Regions from separate parts of the Arachis hypogaea genome. Here region 1 is linked to region 2. A link is a contact called in public Hi-C data. All regions are on one chromosome and are shown on one strand. The core of a region is the stretch at or near the end of the contact, and the rest is flanking DNA. Distances in the headings are between cores, read along the strand shown. Region 1 holds the start of LOC112727589 (serine carboxypeptidase-like 45). Region 2 holds the start of LOC112727587 (small ribosomal subunit protein eS24z).

The links. Hi-C and Micro-C count contacts between places; a contact is called where the count stands out from the background.
Region 1: a Hi-C map of an unstated tissue shows a contact between it and region 2, with 2.9 times the contacts expected there. The contact joins the promoter of LOC112727589 here to the promoter of LOC112727587 in region 2. A contact is called at or near these places in 5 of 8 Hi-C or Micro-C datasets (leaf and an unstated tissue).

What each region holds. Positions count from the first base shown.
Region 1 is chr12:83,247,969-83,254,953 of arahy.Tifrunner.gnm2.J5K5, forward strand. It overlaps LOC112727589 (serine carboxypeptidase-like 45), which reads left to right and starts at 3,277. Exons shown (of 10, transcript XM_025777395.3): 1 at 3,277-4,023; 2 at 4,517-4,618; 3 at 4,721-4,816; 4 at 4,984-5,076; 5 at 5,841-5,911; 6 at 6,006-6,296. The coding sequence starts at 3,462.
Region 2 is chr12:83,105,376-83,111,954 of arahy.Tifrunner.gnm2.J5K5, forward strand. LOC112727587 (small ribosomal subunit protein eS24z) reads left to right here and starts at 1,548. Exons shown (of 6, transcript XM_025777392.2): 1 at 1,548-2,007; 2 at 2,609-2,743; 3 at 2,907-2,948; 4 at 3,066-3,236; 5 at 3,898-3,984; 6 at 4,082-4,368. The coding sequence starts at 2,672. The coding sequence ends at 4,123.

The DNA of each region.
Region 1 (6,985 bases), core at 2,027-4,526, 140 kb after region 2:
TTTTCATATAATATACAAATTTTTCTACAACCACACAAATTTTTACTGTTAATGTGTTTTGTTAGTTGGGTGAATTAATGTTCTAGTTATATAATTTTCTAAAAATTTTTGTGTTGTACATCAAAATTTATGTGTTATTCACTAAGATATAATATACAAATTTTTGCATATAGCACATAAATATTTGAATACGGCACATAAATTTTTGCACAAGCACAAGAATTTTTACATGCAGTACACAAATTTTGCTATGAACGTATCTTGTTTGTTGGGTGAGTCAATGTTTTGAATATATAATTCTCCAAAAATGTGTGTATTGCACATTAAAATTTCTGTGCTATGTACCAAAATTTTTGTGCTGTACACCAAAATTTATGTGTTGTGCATATTTTATTGGTTGAGTGTCAATGCTTTAGAAATATGGTCCTTCAACAATTTTTGTATTGTATGCTAAAATTTATGTGCTGTGTACCAAAATTTATATAGTATGCATCAAAATTTCTGTTATACTTTTTTTAACATTTGTAGAAGAAGAAAATGAATATGACAAGGACCATAATAATGATAATAAAAGGTGATGAGGAGGAGAAAAAGAGAAAAAGCTAAACAATAACATCAAGAGGAAGAAGAAGGCGATGACAGTGGCAGTGGCAGTGGCGACAACGACAACAACGTTGAAGAAAGAAGCGCGCAAAAGAACAAAAAAATGACGCGACAATGATAACGAAAACAACGCTAAAGAAAGAAGCGCGCGAAAGAACAAGAAAATGATGCGACAATGCCTAGTATTTCGTTTTAGGAATAAAAAGTTATTATTTTTGTTTTAAGTTAAACTAGTGTATGTAACCATATAATACATAAAAATGTTTAATTTTTTATTTACACATGCAGTATATTTAATAAAAAATATTCTTTGATATATTTATCTTTAAATTAAGTTAATATATTTTTTTATTTATGTCAATATTAAAAAAAAGCACATAACAAAAAATTTACACATGGGAGCTCATGATTAGTAAGAGAGGCATGCATCATTTGTATTTGTGTGTATTGATTGGGTGTGCATCTTGTATTTGGCTTGCCTTGTTGAATAATTGTATCTCTATACTATTTGAACTACTTGCTTTATTTGTGTATTTTTTGTATGAATTTCGCTAGGGAGCCAATGGAATATTTGTACAATGTGTACAATGGGCTATGAGTTAAAAAATGAACATCACCCATACTATTCAGAATAACCATCTGGGTACCAGGGATAATAAACATCTCATGTTATGAAACCACTCATCCCAAAAGCTGAAGCTGATTTTAGGGTTCACCAAGGATCGAACTCTTGAGCTTTCAGATCTAGAGCTCTAATACCATATCATGAAACCACTCATCCCAAAAGTTTAAGCTGATAGGAAAAGGTAACACTAATGGTTATATCTCTAATACTGAATCGGACATCTCTAAACCTCCATTGTACACATTGTACAGATATTCCATTAGCTCCCTATACTTCCTCTTTTTGTATTGTTTTGTATCTGTTTGAACAAATGAGAAGTCCTTTATGCTGGCGATGGTGACGGTGAGTGCTATTCTTGATGCGATATTAATGACTAGATGATTGAAAAATGGAATGAGTATTGATTGATATGATAACTCCCTAGGTAGATGCAAGGGTTGTGGTTCACCCCACTTACTCTAGGTTGAGACTAAATGTAGAGAATAATTGATATGAGACCGATGATGAGATGAGAATTATAACTTTGAATCATAGCCAAGTTTGGCGAGTTGACAATCTTTAGAGATTGAGATGATTAACAGATAGAAAAGAGATTATGGCGGTGTTGATTTAAGGCTGATGAATAAATTGTTTAACTTAAAATTCTTAGTCTGTAACTGCGAGAGAATTATTATTGTATTAAGGAACTTTATTAATGAAAAGACAAGTAAAGGTTAAACTTAAAGTATCTATTAGAGTTTTCCCTGTTTGGTTTAGAAAAGAACCCTAGGCTTGAAGCTTGTGTTGATTGGAGTTTAGGATCGCCTAACAGGTTCATATCTTTTTACATAATCACTATTTGGAATTATTACTCTGCTGAGAACGTTCGGATTCTCACCCATTATCGGATTTTGTTTTCAAATACAAGACATGACGCACCTCATTGAGCGTGCCAATCGAATCTCTTGGGACGCAAAGACTTCTTTACATTGTGTACTTTGTGCTTATTATATTTATATTCTCACATTTTGATCACATACTTGTACCCTTTTCAAAAGTTGATTTATGGAAAACACGTATTTTATTTACTTCTGGTTTGTATTATATTTTCTAGTCGGCCTTATTTTCGCAGGTCGAGACTAGTATTTATTATGGATCTCCTTTTGAATCATATATATTTCTGTTGTTTCTGTATATCATTAACATTTCGAGTGCAATGCACTTATTATTCTGTCATCTTTTTTCACAAGCTCCTAACTATATTATTATCCTTCAAATACTATGTATGTACCTTTAAGTTTAGGTGTCGTAATGTCTCGCCACTTTTGACTTACGACTATAGCGTCAGGTTTTATGTGGTAGGATGTTACACAAAAAAAGTTACAAATTAAAAAATAAAAAAATTACCTTGACTCTAAAACTCAAACTCATAAATCATAAAAGAAAAACTATATAATCTTTAGTAGGACGAAATTAATTATAAAAATTGATATAAATATCAATTTCATACTAATTGATACACATGTGCACAACAAAATTATTAATTTAAATATCATATAAATGTTTATTATGTATAAATTATATTATAATAATTGACAATTAAAATTATTGACAATTAGAATAGTTTATTAAATATTAATTTTCATATAATTATAAAGAAGATATTTTAAAAAAAAAACTGAAGAAAAGAGAAATAAGTATCAAAATGCGCCACATTAGCATTTTTGGTGCTAAAATATTATCGATTGTAGAATAATATAATTTTAAAATTTCTATAAAAAAATACACATATTCTAAAAAATTAATCCAAAACAAAAATAAATAGTATAAAATAAATTATTTGATTTACTCTTAGAACAGAAAATATTTTTTCTATTTTACGAACCTTATTTGGCTTCAAATTCAAATGTGATAGGATTCACATTTTCTACATATGAATACGGCTGTAAAGTTATTTCAGAGTTCAGACTTCAGGTAGACCCACACTTATTTTATTTTTATTTTATTTTTCTACATACAGGTACAACTATATATAACTCGAAAGGGAAATTGAGTCACATGAGACTGAGAGAGAGAGAGAGAGCGCATATTATTATTCTAATTTCTAATTGCACTTCTCGCAGTGTAAGTATTCGACGCACACATGATTATCCATCAAATTGCTCCTCAAAATAAGTGTAATAATCATCATATGTCCCAAGAAAACAATAGCCTTTAATAATTAGTATTAGAAAACAAAACAAATCAGCACCAAATGAAACCTGAATATCCAAGATCACAATCAAGCTCCAAATCCACTCAAAGTAATGAGGGACAGCACCATAATTTGACTCGAGGCATGGATTTTAAATTTCCAAGTTCACACGCACAAAATAATAAAAATAATAATAAAGATAATACTAAAATATCAATAATACACTTAACATATAAGGCTTTATTATATTCTTTCCTTTGCATTCAACCTTTATCCCCATCTCGTACAGAGACAAAAAAACAGAGGGGGAAGGAAACCACAAAACAAAAACATCATTCTAATAAGTTCTCATCAGATCTTATTACAATGATGATACCCCAGTTGCATAGTATGATTGCAACAATAATAATTGTTGTTGTTGTTGCAAAGATAAATGTGGGAGTGAATTCAGCTCCAGAAGCTGATAAGGTAACCAATTTGCCAGGGCAACCACCAGTGAAGTTCCAGCAATATGCTGGTTATATTACAGTGGATGAGAAGCAACAAAGATCTTTGTTTTACTACTTTGCTGAAGCACAAGTTGAACCTGCTTCCAAGCCATTGGTTCTATGGTTAAATGGAGGTATGATTCTTCTTTTCTTTTTATTTCTTTTGGACTAGGTTGCTTGCTATCTTTAAGCCACTTTATTGTTTTGAGCTCTTTCTTTCAAAAATAAATAAATATGGAGATACAGAGGCATAGATGGTCAGATGGGTATTTTTTTTGTCCCCGTTTTCAAGGAGTCAAGATTTTTTTCTCTATAAAAAATAAGTGTCTTTATTTTGATTTTACAATCAAATGGATCTCTATTGTTATTGTTTCTGTATCAGATACAGCATCTAAACATGACTCTAAACCTCTAACAGAACTGGTTAAAAGAGATATAACTATAAATAGCTTAGTTCATATAAGATTCATGACAAAGTGCAATTGAATCATTTGATTCATTTAGCCGAATTCACCAGGTGGAATAGTACTTGTTACTTACTGTTGTGGCAAAGACATTGTTTTCAATCCTTGATTTTTTGAATCTGAAAGTTCCTGTTCATATCAAAGTAAAATTTGGTGTCTATAGGGCCTGGCTGTTCTTCTGTTGGAGCCGGAGCTTTCGTCGAGCATGGTCCATTTAAACCAAGCGAAAATGTTCTTCTCAAGAATGATTATAGTTGGAACCAAGGTAATTTAATCCCAGTTATTCTGAAAAGATACCAATTTTTTTTTTTTAAAAGTATGTAACATTTTTATGTCCTTTAATTTCAATCAAAATTGCTTGTTGCAGAGGCAAATATGCTGTACTTGGAATCACCGGCTGGTGTTGGTTTCTCCTACTCTGCCAATAAATCTTTCTATGAATATGTTAATGATGAAATGACAGGTTCTTTAATTTCATTTTATTTTGTTAAAAGAGTTAGATGAGTTTGGACTTTTGGTTGAACTTGAATTGCTATTAATACCTCTTAATCTTTTTATCTTAGTTTGTATTCAGATTTTGATATCATATTTCATGAATCTAATTAGGGTTTGATTTCCCTTATTTTATAGCAAGGGATAATCTTGTATTCTTACAGAATTGGTTCACTAAATTCCCAGAGTACAAAAACAATGACTTCTTTATTACAGGGGAGAGTTATGCAGGTACTATCTTATTAAGTAAATTATTTCTTTATTAGAAATATAAAAACTTTGAATTTTCAGTGAGAACTTTTTTTATTGTTTTATTAATTAATGCCCTTAAAACACTTATTGACCAAACTTTAAATTCATTGTTGAATTTTCATTTTATTAATTGTTGAGGTAAATTTAGACTATTTTTGACTAATTCTTTTTTGTTACTAAACATTTTCGTTTTCATTTATACCAATACCATAAATGCAGTCAAAACTACTCTAATACTTTCTCTCCTCATTAATTAAGGGTTATTTTCTAAGGTTACTTTAAATCTCCAATGCTAATATTTATTTTAATTTTATTTTGAATTTCACAAAACACTATATTAATATAGAATCATATATTATAAATAATAATTTGATATTAAATGTAAAATTTGTTACTCCAATACTTGGTGTCAATTATTCAATTTGAATTAAAAATAAAACTAAATAAAAATAATTATACAAAGTGTCAAAATTTAATTGATTCTCATCAAAATGATTTGATCTTTTTAAACTAAGGTCAATCTCATTTCATCTATTTTTTTTTAATGCAAATTTCAATTTCAAAAGAATTTATTTCTTGTAAATGTCAAAAGTGATACTTTAAAGATACTCTATTGGAGTTATTCTTAGTTTCAAGTTCTTAAATGTACATTTAACTAAAGTAACAATGTTAAAAAAAATAAGGAATTATTATTATTATTGATTTAGGCAACAATTTAGTGTAATTCATAATTAAATTTTCAGGTCACTATGTACCACAACTTGCACAACTCATTGTTCAAAGCAAGACAAAGTTCAATTTCAAGGGTATAGCAGTGAGTGCAGAAATGACAAAAGCTTCAGTGATAGTAATTAAACTATATATGTGACATAATAAATGCTAATTTGATTAGGACTTAATTGTTGCAGATAGGAAACCCTCTTATGGAATTCAACACAGATTTCAATTCAAGGGCAGAGTATTTCTGGTCCCATGGACTAATATCTGATTCAACTTATGAAATGTTCACTAAAGTCTGTAACTACTCCCAAATTAGGAGACAACTTCAAAGTGGAACATTAAATGGGGTTTGTGCAGCCGTAAATAAAATAGTGTCCACAGAAGTTGGGAGATATGTTGATGCATATGATATCACTCTTGATGTGTGCCTATCAGCAGCAGATCAACAAGCTTATGTGCTCAATCAACTTAGCCAAGTGGTAATTGTTTCTTCATGCATTTACTATGGAAAATATACCTCCATGCTCTAGAAACCACATTTATAGTTGCTTGAAATACAACTATAATAATAATACTCTAGATATATTCTAACAATAATTACTGTTTTTTTTTCCTGTTTCAAATTATTTGCCATTTTGATCAATTTTGTTTTCTCACAATATTTGTTATTACTCTTTCTTTTTTTTTTTTGTAGAATTTATTATTGGGTTCTCCCTTATGTCTATAATTAAATTAGTTATCGTATTAGAGAAAATTAAATGTTATTTTGCATTTTTCATGTGAAGAAAGTCTTGGAAGCTAACATTACCAGCCAATATTCCAACTAATAGTTAACATAAGAAAAAAACATCTAAAACTCTTAAAAACAAAAAAAAAAATTCTGAAATTCAATTTAAAAAAATATTCGAAATCTAAACCCAATAAAACTCATCCTTAAAATAGTGTTTGGTGGAAAGACAGAGACAGAAAGACTGAGACGGAGAGATTGAGACTAAGAGACAGAGACTGAAATAAATGTCAGTATTCTGTTTGGTGTAAATTGGAAGACAAAAATTGAAACAAAAATAAAGTTCTAATTTAACTTGCACAAAGGGTAAAATTGGAATTAATTAATTGAAATGAGAGTATTTTAGGTATAAAATGTTATTAAAATTTTAGTCTCTGTTTC
Region 2 (6,579 bases), core at 298-2,797:
TTATAATTCAAGAATTGTTTTTGTTCTTTATCTTATGAAATTGGGTGGAACGGAAGTATGACCCTCTTTCTAATTGAGTTCTTGTATAACTTGAAAAAGCTCTTTACTTGAACAATAGCTTGAAAACAATTTCTCCTAAATTCTAATTATCTGGACTTAACGGGATACGTGACATATAATCCTCTTATATTTGGATAATTAGGATTTTTGTGGCATAATAACTAGAATTAAACATCACCCTCTAATTGGAATTAATTGATCAAGGAATTGGCAGTTAATGAGAATTAGAGGAGACTAGAAAGGTCTAAGGAATTAGGGTCTAGTCACATATAGTTTGCCATGAGTCAAATCTTACATGATTAAAATAGTTAATAAGAAAAGTTAATCCGGAAAAATAGATAACTCTGAAACCTTAACTGTTTCTCCATATTTTATTCCCAACTTATTCACATGCCTGTCTTTAAACTCTGAATTTACTGTTTAATACTCTTTGAACTCTCAAACACTATTTTCTACTTGCCTAACTAAGTGAATCACTTAACCATTGTTGCTTAGTCCTTCAATCCTCGTGGGATCGACCCTCATTCACCTAAGGTATTACTTGGTACGACGCGGTGCACTTGCCGGTTAGTTTGTGGTTAGAAATTTCGCACCACGCGGCTCGTGGCTCCATGGATGGCAGCGACACTGGTTTCGCGATGAGGACGGCGACGACGACATGGACCCCGCGAAGATGACGACAGACATGACGACGACTCCCAGACGCAGCGTCTTCTCCCTCCTGTGACTCTGGTTTGCGCCTCTCCCTCTCCTTCAACGGTGACAAGACGGTGCAGCGGCAGTGATTCCTGTCAGCGCCGTCTTCCCTCTCTTCTCTTCTCTTCTCTGCCTTCCGTTTCTCCTTCTCTCCCTCTACGTTTTCTTTCTTTTTTTTTTTTTTTTTGAATTTCTGATGCTGCTATGTTTGGGTACAAGGAGGTTTGGCGGCTAGGATTTTTTTAGGTGAAAGGGAAAATGGATTTTGGTTGTTAGGGTTAGAGTTAGATGAAATTTAGGTTTTTTTTAGTTAGGGTTAGGGTTAGATTTGGAGATTTTGGGTTAATTAGAATTTAATAAAATCTAAATCAAATTTAGTTATATTATATTAATTTTAAAATCTAATTTAATCTCTCAAAATTATTTTAAAAATATTATTTAATTATTAATTTGTTGATTGTTTTTTAATCAAATATTTTAATTTAAAATATAAAATAATATAATAAATATTTTTTATTTATAAAAATTAAAATTTTTAAAATCTTAATTATTTAAACTATAACATATAAAATTTTTATTTTAATTATCAAAATTTGATTTAATTATTTCTAAAAAAATAATTTTTTTATAAATCTTTAATAAATAAAAAATTTAAAATCGATTCATAATAAAATTTTTCAAAAATTTTAAATCTTACATCTATTTTTTAGATAATTATTTATTTTGTTAATATTAAAACTTAAAAATAATTATTTTTATAAATATGTATTTATATGGAAAATTATTTTACTACTTCACACTCACACGATATCAAAAGTAAATATATATAACCCTAATTTTACATTTTGCCCTCTTTTCGCCGCTGCAGTCTACCCTTCACCCTCACCCACACCCACACCCACACCCATACACAGAGATCAGAGACACCACTCGGCCACTCCTTCTTCCTTGACCACCACCGGAGACTGCTTGCCGGAGACCGCCCGCTCTTCCTCGCGTTAGTACCTCTTCGTCGCGTGCTTCCTCTCGCCGCTTTTCCTTGCGTTCATCCCTCCCTCTTCCTGGTTTAGACGTTATCACCGTCAGTGGTACTCAGTTCCTGCCACGTTGTCGTCCTCTCAGTCCGTGGTCCTCTGTTCTCGCTGCCTTGACGTCCTCGCCGCCTTGCCTTACTGCCGCATCGCCGTCCTCCGTTCTCGTCGGTTCACCGTCCTCCTTCCAGCGAATCAGCTTCATTGTTCAGGACTTCAGGTATTTTTTTATGAAGATCATTTGAGTTTTGTGAAGGTCATTTGAACTGTGAATTGTGAATAGATGTTTTTGGCAGATTCTAAACTAATTGAACTGTGAATTGTGAATAATTGGGAATTGGTTGCGGATATAAACTAGTTTTTGGCTGTTTCTAGGTCGGTGCTAGTACCACCAGAAGAGTACATAAAACTCACAAGATGAAATCTAGAACATAGTCGGATTTTATAATTTAGTTTTCTGTCATCTTACTTGTTAAGTTGTTGTGTGTGATGCTGCTGTTATTGTTTATATGTCTAAAAGAATTAGATATCATGAATTATACTTGTTCACTTGTTCTTTGGTCCTGTTTAGTTGTGGTGAGATCCTCCTATTATTGTTTATTTTTGTTATTTAAGAAAAGTTTGTTTAAAAATATTTTAGGAATAAATAGGTTTAAAAGTGTGAATAAAAGAGTTTTATTGAATTTTTTATGTAGCAATATGCATTTAAATAAAGTTTCTGTTTTGCGGATACATCTGATCCAATCCGATCCGTATACACCTGGGTTTAAGTAAAAAAAAAATTGCAAGTTAGGGTTTGCCCCTTATAAATATGGATGTAGTTTTGTTAGGGTTTCAACACTACACTCTTCCAGCACGATTAGGGTCCTCAAGCTTCAACAAACATGGCTGACAAAGCGGTTACCATCAGAACAAGGAAGTTTATGACTAACAGGCTCCTCTCCAGAAAGCAATTCGTGAGTTCGTTCACCATTCTCACTTTCACACTGTTTTTATGGCTTTATCATAGACTTTAAGTATCTAGATTTTGGAATAATTGGGATCTGATAATGATAGATGAATTGAGCGCTACATACGATTTAGCTGAGCCTCGTTTTCTCTTTAATTGTGTGGTTGTAGGTCATTGATGTTCTTCATCCAGGGAGGGCAAATGTTTCTAAGGTACATTCTGTTTGTTAGCCGAAAACTTTAGATTTAATTGATTTTTGTCAGGTAGTTATTGGTTGGACAATAATGGTGTTTAGGGTTTCTAATTTTTGTTGTGTTTGGAATATGAAGGCTGAGCTTAAGGAGAAGCTTGCTAGAATCTATGATGTTAAGGACCCCAACACCGTGTTTGTGTTCAAGTTCCGCACCCATTTCGGAGGTGGCAAATCCACTGGTTTTGGTTTGATTTATGACACTGTTGAGAATGCTAAGAAGTATGAGCCTAAGTACAGACTAATTAGGGTAAGATAACTCGGTTTTTTGTTTTTCTAATGTGGTTTTTGTTCATGAGTGTAATTGCTATGGAATGAGAAACACTTTCATGCAACTAGGATGTATGTTTTTGTAAATTGTAAGACTGGTAAGTTAGTGCTTACTAATATTAATTGTTATTGGATGACCTCTATGTATAATAATATAGTACTCTGATGCTGTCAGCACTGTTTTTTATTTTTAGATTGGAGTTGCATGGGGTGAAAATATGTTGTTCTTTATTGTTGATCCATAATGTAACATGAAATTGTATACTGTTATGATTAATGAGCATTAACAATAGAGATGTTCCAAAAGATTAATTTGAAAGCTTGTGCATATTAGAATTCATTAGTTTTCAGATGAAATCATTAGCTCTTTTTAGTTGCTGTTTGGCTTCTAACAGTTGCTTCCTCTTAAACAATACAATAATTTGTTTTGCTTGATTAATTACCCCTTTACTATGCTAGAATTTCTTGAGATATTTTGTACAAGACCCTTACCCTGTAGCTTAATCTGACCATTCTCATGTCTTGTCATGCATCCATTTGTTCTTTTTGGTCTTGAGGAATTAGAACTTTTCTTCTTTAATATCTGTGCCATGTTGCTGTGTTTTGCATAATCCTTCGCTAAAATCCTCTGTCATTCGCAGAATGGACTTGATACTAAGGTTGAAAAGTCAAGGAAGCAAATGAAGGAGAGAAAGAACAGGGCAAAGAAGATCCGTGGAGTAAAGAAGGTAAATAGTTGCCAAAAGCAAATTGTTTTTTTATTGATGATTGTTCATCTCGTATTGCTCTTGCTTAGTAAAAATAGTAACCTATTTTTATTTTCAGACCAAGGCTTCTGATGCTGCCAAGGCTGGAAAGAAGAAATGAGTTCTCAAACATCTTGGTTTTGATTTCAAGGTTGTGTTGGAATTTTGTAATGGATATTTTATTTTTTAGATTCCTAGAATGAGATGTTTCAGTATTTGACGACGTGATCTTTTTGCCTTTCAAATTATTAATCTTTAGTTACAACTTAAGATTGAGGAGAAATCAGTTGATCACTTACGAATGTTTTCAAATGTTTGCTAGACTGATTATGAATTCCTATGGTGCTTGAAAATTTGACAGATCAATCATTTATTTTATAGGATTTTTATATGCGGTAAAGAAATCATTTATGATCATCATAAAATGGTGATGCTTTAAAAAGATAAAAAACTGTCTTTATTTTGGATAAATACGTGAAACATTTATTTTGTTAAGAATTTCAAATTGAAGTTAGCTTTTGCGTTTGCAAGTATGGTTCGTATCGTACGTGTACGTGAGCAAGTTTTAAAAACTGGATTATTTGTCAATAATAATATTTTTATCGAAAGAATTTTAATTAGGAAAAGTATAGGGTACCAACATATTATCTGTCAATTTATTATCAATAATAATTAATTATTATATTTTAAATACATATATAAAGAGACACATCCAAAAAATATATCTATAAAGACACTTCTATTAATACAGCCATAAAAAAGATATTTTTATTAGACACATCTACGAAGATACTTCCATGAAATACAATTATAAATAAGAGTTGGCAGATATGCTGTTGGTAACGTAGTGGGACCGTTTTAATTAATAGTTATTTACATTCTGCAATGCGGAATGATCAATGGCATCAAACCCATGTATCTACACATGCAATGTTGTCTTCCATTTCTCATTTTATGGTCTAGCATTCCTTGATTTTTTTCCTTCTCCAATAAAATCACTTTAGGTAAGCAGTAAGCACGTTTGTCATTTGTATTTAGCCTAAAGTTAACCTAGAAACCCATGGATCGACTTGAATTGTAACCGATGGTGGAGACTTGGCGCTAATGGTTTTTTTTTTTTTTTTTTTTGGTCAGTGATTAGACAATTCCCAATTCTAGATACTCTAATAGATTGGACAACTCCCAATCCTAGGTATATAATATACCCACACACTCCTCACACTTTTACCACATTTTTTCTCAATTGCAATTTTTAGGGTTTGAACTCTAGACCTTTAAAGTGGGGAGGGGGAGATATGCCATATGAGCTAAGGCTCATTGGCGGCGTTAATGGTTAAAAAGGATCAAGATTCTCGTTACCTGTTACTTTGTTTTGGGTCATACTCCCATCCATTCACAGACTTTGCTACAAGACTCTCCAATCACGACCCAGCTATTGCTGAGGATCGAACTTGGGCTTGATTTCGGAAAAGTTTTTGGAAGAGTTTGTGTTTTTCAAAAGCGGTTCTTGCCCATGGTTAAAAAAAAAAAAGAGCATATAAGTTCTTCCTTCTATGTTTGATAAATAAAAAAAATTGTGTTATATTTATAGTTGCAGTTTTTAAAAGATATGAGTGTTTTTGAAAGTACTTAAATTTGAGTTTTTTAAACTAATAAGTTTATTTCTACTATAATATTTTTAAATTTTAAAGTTATTTTACTAAATGTAATTGTTATTTCTTTTGCTTATTAAAAAATATTTTTAATTTAATTTACTAAATATAGGTATTATAATTTTTAAAAAGTTAGTTTTTATAAGTTATTTTTTAAAGAGTAATGTTACACATTCAAATCTTTTTATGAACTAAGTTCAATCAAGTTAAATAATAAAATTTGAAATAATGCTAGTGATAATTGATTTTTTGTTATGTTAGACTATCTTAATTAAACTTGGTTAACAAAAAAAACTTGAATATGTAATATTTTTTTTTAATGTAAAAATTTTATTGAACCAAGGTTTGCTTTGGCATCTTAGGAGACAAAATAGCTTAGCCACTAGTACAGAAGCCTCAGCCACAGATTCGCATTACTTTGATTCTTTTTTTTTTTTTTTGAAGGGGGCAAATCGGGTGGGCCACCCTAATCTGAGCCCAAATGAGTGAGTTCCATCCGGTTTTGTCTCTTTTTTTTTTAACATAATAGTAAATATTTATAGTTAGTAAAAATAAATTTTAAAATCATCATTTCTAAAATTAATAAATTAAATTAATAATTAATTATTTTAAATTATTAAAGATATATTAAATCATAATTTAAAATTCAATTAATAATTAAATACTATTATTTAAGATATACTATCACTAATATAAAATTAAATCATATTATTCAAACTTTTTCCCTCTAAATCAATAGTAGCGACTTATTTGACGAAAATAACGAAATTATTTTAATTCGATTTTTCTTTCCATATATGATATACTCATATTATGTGACTCTGTTCTTAATACCCTTTCTTTCCATTTCAATCGGTGTGAGGTGAATCCCGCTTAGAGTATGTTATTCTAAGCTTTTTTATTATGCTCTAAATTTGAATGTTAG